Linked DNA regions of Zea mays: region 1 is linked to region 2. A link is a contact called in public Hi-C data. All regions are on one chromosome and are shown on one strand. Each heading gives the region's core, a stretch centred on a gene start, on an enhancer-like site or on the middle of the called end of the contact. The rest is flanking DNA. Distances are from core to core; before and after follow the strand shown. Region 1 has its middle 88 kb from the start of LOC103637664. Region 2 holds the start of LOC103637662 (ctenidin-1).

Evidence for each region. A called contact is a pair of places that touch in the nucleus more often than the background predicts.
Region 1: a contact with region 2 is called in a Hi-C map of leaf, with 8 times the contacts expected there. The contact joins the enhancer-like site here to the promoter of LOC103637662 in region 2. A contact is called at or near these places in 2 of 25 Hi-C or Micro-C datasets (ear and leaf).

The regions. Positions count from the first base shown.
Region 1 is chr1:93,989,458-93,993,031 of Zm-B73-REFERENCE-NAM-5.0, reverse strand. No RefSeq gene overlaps it. Among protein-coding and RNA genes, the nearest start is that of LOC103637664, 88 kb to the left of the region's middle. Within about 2 kb of position 1,766, at least 16 of the 20 cell types and tissues checked have an H3K27ac peak or open chromatin away from gene starts, as enhancers often do. A contact at or near this core is called in ear and leaf, where this site is marked.
Region 2 is chr1:93,712,934-93,716,276 of Zm-B73-REFERENCE-NAM-5.0, reverse strand. It overlaps LOC103637662 (ctenidin-1), which reads left to right and starts at 2,088. Exons shown (of 1, transcript XM_008660188.3): 1 at 2,088-3,291. The coding sequence starts at 2,345. The coding sequence ends at 3,022.

The DNA of each region.
Region 1 (3,574 bases), core at 517-3,016, 280 kb before region 2:
TTTACCGAGTGTATAATGGTCTTTGTCGAGTGTCTGAGACACTTGGCAAAGAAGGCGAGTCCGGTAGTGCATCATGAAAAAATTCAGGTGAGATTGCTTCATGGTTTCCAGGATAGATTCTGGGGAAGCTCCAACTAGCTTGAAAAAGAAATGCCTTTCAAATTCCAAGAGTCTTTGGTAAAAGGACACTCCATGAAGAGATGATATGAAGTTTCCTCTGTTGATAGGTTACAAAACACACACAAGTATAGGAGTCGAGATGCATGTTTTCTCCTTAGATTTTTGTAGTGTTGGAATATAATTTAAGTGAATTGTGTATATCTTCCATTCTTTCTATAAGTTTAAGTTTTTAGATTGAATCGGTTGGTACATACAACTTATTATGATGCCAGAGCCATTTTGTTGGATTATGACATAACGTCGGACTGGTTGGTGCATGTCATTTAATACCTAGAGTTTACACAATCTTTCAAAAGAAGCCAGAAAAATGTTGTCTGTAGTTGAGACAAACAGTTCCAAATCATTTATAAACCTTAAGAATTCACGGGATTTTGTTGCCGAGAAACTACCCCAGGCTGATGCCCACTTGTGTCATGTTCATTAGTTGAGGCTAGTTTGAAAACTCAAATCTTTTTCGTAGTTGGAGCGGGTCGAGAAAGAAATAAACTAATATCCCCTTCAATCACCTCTAATTCCGAAGAAAATTTGAGTTTCCAAACTAATCCTTAGTGGCAAGTGATCCCTCTGTAGTGAGCATAAGCTTATTTTGACAAAGGTAAACTGAACAAATATGCAGTGTGTTGTTGTGCATAAAGATTGATAACTATATGTGATTGTTTTATTCTTGGCAGAGGAGTACAACTCCTGAGATTCCTAGAAAGTAACTATGCATGGGATTGATCTGACACATCAGTGACCGGAAGTAACTGCAGAGGATCTCTTTCCCTTAGCCATGCATGATAACACATGAGAAATTTTTTACCAAATGATCCAGTAAAACAGCCCAACTTTACCATTGACGCTCTTTATGGAGCTAAAGCAAAAAAAGAACAGCTCTACTAGTGGAGTGGGGCTATAGGAAACGGACTCAAAGTTTCTAGTTATTTTTCCCCTGTCCCCCCAGAGTGCACCAATCTAAAATGTGTGATTACTCATATATAATATTTTTTATTTGGGTTGACATTACTTATATATACCATTCTTGGGTTGACATTACTCATATATAACATTTTTTAACAAAAAAGAAATTGCTGGTAAAGGCTGTGGTTCCTGTTGACTCGACAAATATATGGTTTTGTACATACATATAAATAAAATAAGTAGAAGCAAGGTTCTCGTGCAGCCGTCCCGGAGGAAAACAAAACATTGGAGATAAAGCAAAACCTGTAACGTGCAACAGAGGCAGGATTCAAAAGCATTTTTTTTTCCATCTCTGCTGTCTGGAGTTCTTTTTTTTTTTCTTGGGTGGGGGGAGGCCAGGCGAGGACTATGAATCTCTGATTTGTAGAGTTCGAGAACCGCGATAGTGAAATGAGTTTTTTTTAAACATTGGGTGGATCATTTCATTTCACTATCGTGGGTGCCGGAAAGAGTTTTTTTTTAAAAAAAAACATTGTGCGAAGCAGTTGAGTGCAGAAGTTTCCCACATTCAGAGGCCCACCGACAGTGAAATGATCCAGTTTTTGGTTGCCCTGGACAGAACCGCAAGACGTGGACATCTGAGCTGGTCAGGCCGACAGCCCACGAGTTGAAGGTTATGGGCCACGAAAGAAGGATGATGGACGATAAAATCGACGGAAATCATCGGGTCCGACTGGTCGAACCCGAGCATCCGCTCGAAGAATGAAGCGCGAAGGACCACGGTTTCAGAAGGACGGCCCATGTCTCGGTGGCCATCAAGGCTGACTAGATCAGGCTGCATCCCTTCGAGCGTCCTATCCAACACAAACAGAAAATTAGAAGTACAGACAGAGCAACAAAATAATGTTCAGACTAAATACATAGAGAGGCTAATCATAATTTACATTAAAGTTGTAGCTATTTTTTCCAGCACAAGTTACCATACATAGAGGTAGAGCATGGTGTAACGATCAGGCCTCACATAGCAGGAAGCTGATTCAAAATAAGGTGACAAGATCCAAGTCTACGTTATGCGCCACACGTAGGGACAAACACCACAGCGAGAGGTATATACATGGTAATGGGAAACATAGCCTGGCTGATGCAATCCACATATACATAAACTTCTCCAAACTACTATCGTAGGTCCACTTCAATCCACAAAAGCTAAGCGAGCGTTGCTGAAGCAAACATTCCATCGACAAAGCACATCATATGTCGCGTGTTTAAACTCCAGGTTTGTGGAGGCTGCAAACAACAAATAAAAGAATGTGAGTATAAAAGCACCATAAATATTCCCTATGTCATGTTCCAACCACTAACAAGAAATCAGAATCTGAGTTCATTCTATTTCACAACCATTTAACTCAGACTGATTTGTATCGTTCAATTGCACAAGTCGTATTTAGATTTGTAACCATTACATTGGCATTAACCTAGCTAGAATGCTTTTTGCAATGACCACATTTAAACTGTACAAACAAAATATTACAGAGAAAAAAACCTAACTGAAAATCCCACACTCGAAACCATTGTTGATGAAGTGTGTTTTTCATCAAGAAAAGTACCATGGGAAGTAAGGTGGTAACGGGGATGACCCTACAATTGTAGACTGGTATCAAAGACCAAAACCTACCAGGAGAATACTTGTATATAGACCTGCATTACTATTTTGAAACTATACACGAGCATTGTTAACTCACATATTAATGATGTCAAATTGTATGTCAAAGGATAGGCAAAGTGGCAAACACATATGAGTGCACATGATAAATCCACCTAATTCAAGGTAGGTTTGATGCCGACAATCATATTGATGTTATTTCGTACCATGTATATCTAGTAACAGGAATGGCTCCACAAGGCAAAACCGCTTCCAAAACATGCAATGCTATCTTCCTAGAAACTCTGGCCACACATCTATAAAAAACTTTGCATAATATGAATGTAACAAAAGGCTAAAGTGTAACGAAGAAAAGCTTAATGGATATATATAAGAAACCTTAATACTTTAGACTCTTTATTGAGTTTATTCATCTCAACAAGTAAACTATAAAAGAAGGGGAAAACACCTGCATGGACAAAAATCATTTCATATTTTTGCAATGTTATTAAAACAATGATTAAACTACGTTTAAATGTCAAAACGCTAATTAGAGGCTAAAACTCTGAAACATTAAACAACTTGGCCCAAAAATGACGTTTTGCAGCGTTTAAATGCCATGTTTTGGTGTTTAATCGTCCAAAATTATAAAACGCAGTGTTTCAAGCATTTTAGACCTTTGCTACATTGGACCCAGTCGGTTAGCTACTTTTGGGCCCCATCTGGCCCAATCCCCGCGTTGCTTGCCCTACTCTCTAAAGGCTAATGGCTAGCAGCGGCATGTTCTAGCTAATTTTTAGTGCTAATGGATCCAAACAGACCCTTTGCAAACAACTTTGTTAACTTGTCTGA
Region 2 (3,343 bases), core at 839-3,338:
ATACCTTATACAGTTATACCACTATATAATCCATCAGTTTAAACTTTGCAAAACTCACCCAACCAAATCACCCCACACCATAACCTCCACTAAATCCACCAAACAAATTACACCCAAATTTAATAGAATATCAAAACGAACAGTTCAGATCGTTGGATAACCCCCTCCCTTATAATGGGGGCCTTTACATGTTTTGTATTTTTTTCCTAATAAACAAGGTTACTAGTGGCCATAATCTCACATCAATTATCACTTATTACTACATACTAGTCCATGTCGGCACACAAGTGGCTACTGAAAGTCTGAAACGCAAAATGACATGGGGACATGGGTAGGATATGGGATGTTGGGACCAACCAGCTGGATCAATTCTTGGGTACCCTCTAATAGACCCATCAGAAGAAAGCTGCACATCTAGTCCATATAGCTCAAAACTAAACTACTCATCATTAGCATTTTTGTCCACTTGGATTTGAACTAGAGCTGGAGGAATTACTTGAGGCCATTCATCCCACCCATGAATGTTCTCATTCCCTACAACTTCATTGACTTGTAGACCTTCTTCAGGTGGTGGAACATTCAAATCAAAATTTGTATTGACAACTGGGTGTCCTAGCCTAAAGAAGTCTATGGGCAGTTGCTGACCATCTACAGGGTATGGTGGAACTGGCTCTTCATCCCGTGGCAAAGCACCCAACATAGCATGATGCACTATTTTCACACTATATTATCCGTGACATCCCTTGGAATCCCTAAAAAACACACTGAAGACTATGAATTGTGGTACCTCTTGAGAGAGGTGACTCTTGCCTGACTAGAAGTTTAGTAACATTAGACCAATCTGGATGCCACATTATCATCCTACCAAAAGAACCAATGGCGTTTTGAATGTTTTCATGAGTCCAGAAATCCAATGGGAAACCCAGTAGCATGAGCTAGCATTCTTCATTAAAAACTAGGGCACGTTGGTTTCACGCTTCATTGTGACGAATCACTGTGAAAGTGAATCCCAATGCTTGCTGAGGACCCATAGCTATCAAATTATCTTTATCATACACAGTGAAACATAACAATGGCTTGCCCAAGATGCGATCTCTGGATCTCTCTAATGTGCAAATTTCTTAGGTCCACCAAATATTCTCTAACAAGGTCAGGAACCGCTTGGAAATTGATTGCATTCACAGGGAGAGGGTTAATCATAGTTATTCCTCAATCTTCTTGAAGAGAGGGATGAGTACGAGTGACAGCGCGTACCATATTCTCCCAATGAGCAACATCATTCGCGGCGAGACCCTGAGGCAAGAAAGGAGCTGGATCAACTCTATGATACGCCATTTCGCCCACGCCCAAGGTCTCCACGCCCAAGGTCTTGATCAGTTGGTCTGGGTGCAAAGGCAAGATGGGGCACACCACGTTTTGTAATAATGTTTTACCTAATAAACAAGATTACTAGTGGCCATAATCTCACATCAATTATCACTTACTACATACTAGTCCATGTGGGCACACAAGTGTCTACTCTGAAACGCAAAATGACATTGGGACATGGGTAGGATATGGGATGCTGGGACCAACCAGCTGGATCAATTCTTGGGTACCCTCTGTCGAGCTGCCGAGAACTGTAGCACCAGCCGCCGCTGGGGACACTGGACACGTAGAAACATACAGCACGTCCCGGAAACCTATAGCCATTCCGTGACCTTACTACCAGCCAAGCCGGCGCCCATCTCATGGCTCAATGGATCTGAGTCGTACTCTACGGATACACACAGAGGGAAGAACACCGTCCACTTAGGGCCTAGGGATTCCGCTAAACACGGGGCCAATCTAGTGCTTAATTTATCCTAAGCTTTCAATCTGAATACGGATTTGTCTTAGCGATTATCCGCGATGCAGCTCGGTAAACCTCCAAATTTGCCAGCGCTGTCACCATGGTGCGCAGCGCCGCCTGCCAAAATTCTGCCAAAGTCTCGAGCCAGCCCACGGGTTGGCACATACCGGCCGCCGACCATGGGCGATTTCTGCCCGTGCGCGCATGCATGCATGTGTTATCTAGTCACGGCTTCTTGTCCTATCCGGGCCCGTCTCCCGAAGAACAGCATGCACCGTGCTCTATTGCTTCCCGCTCCAGTCTCCTGCACTGCACCTTGCTTTGCTTTGCTGATCGCTGATTTTGCCCGACCTACCCTACGCTAGTACTTTGAAGTAGTAGGAGCTAGCGAGATCTCCATATATATAAAGCGACCTTCTTTGCACTCAGCTCGTAGATCCACACCTGCAGCTGCCACAGCGGGTGGTGCTTAGCTTAGGCTAGCCTAGCTGCGCCTGCGCATGCTCGTGACCAATGGCGTCCAGCAAGGTGCCACTGTTCCTCGTCCTCAACCTCCTGCTCTTCGCGGCGGCCAACGCCTGCCCTTACTGCCCGGGCAACAATGGCCACGGTAGCAGCGGGCACCATGGCGGCAGTGGGCATGGCGGCGGTGGCACCGGCGGTTCCGGTGGCGGCAGCGGGCCAGGTGGGGGCAGCAGCGGCGGAGGGTACGGTCCGATCGGTGGTGGTGGTGGCAGCGGCGGCGGAGGAGGGTACGGTCCGATCGGTGATGGTGGCAGCGGCGGTGGGATCGGACCCATCGGAGGCGGCAGCGGGGGGATCGGACCCATAGGAGGTGGCAGCGGTGGTGGGTACGGCCCCATCGGTGGCGGTGGCGGTGGAGGTGGGAGCGGTGGCGGTGGCGGTGGCAACGATGGCACGAGCGGCTGGTACGGCCATTGCCCGACAAACGCGCTGAAGCTCGGCGTGTGCGCCAACGTGCTGGATCTGATCAAGGCCAAGGTCGGCGTGCCGGTGAACGAGCCGTGCTGCCCGCTGCTGAACGGGCTCGTGGAGCTCGAAGCCGCCGTGTGCCTCTGCACGGCCATCAAGGCCAACGTGCTGGGGCTCAACCTCAACATCCCCGTCAACCTCAGCCTCGTCCTCAACTTCTGCGGCAAGGGCGTCCCCACGGGCTTCAAGTGCCTTTAACCATGCATGCACATCATGTGTGCGTGCGTGCCGTACGTACGTAGTATCCAAGACCACGCGATGCGTGAGTATGACGAAGAATACGCGCGTGCGCCATGCTTGCCGGCCGGGGATACGGTGTTTGTGGTAATGCTGTTAGTTTCGTTTCTTCAGTGTAGTATGTAGCCAGGGCATGCATGTGTCCAAGTCCAAGTTCGACTTTGGGTTGCTTGTACTTCTCCATTTCATAATTGAAATCATATTTCAGATTTGAGTTAAAAGGTAATTAATCGACCTCTGCAGCTGCAGGTTGCTCCTCTCGTTTCTCTATCTAATCTTTCT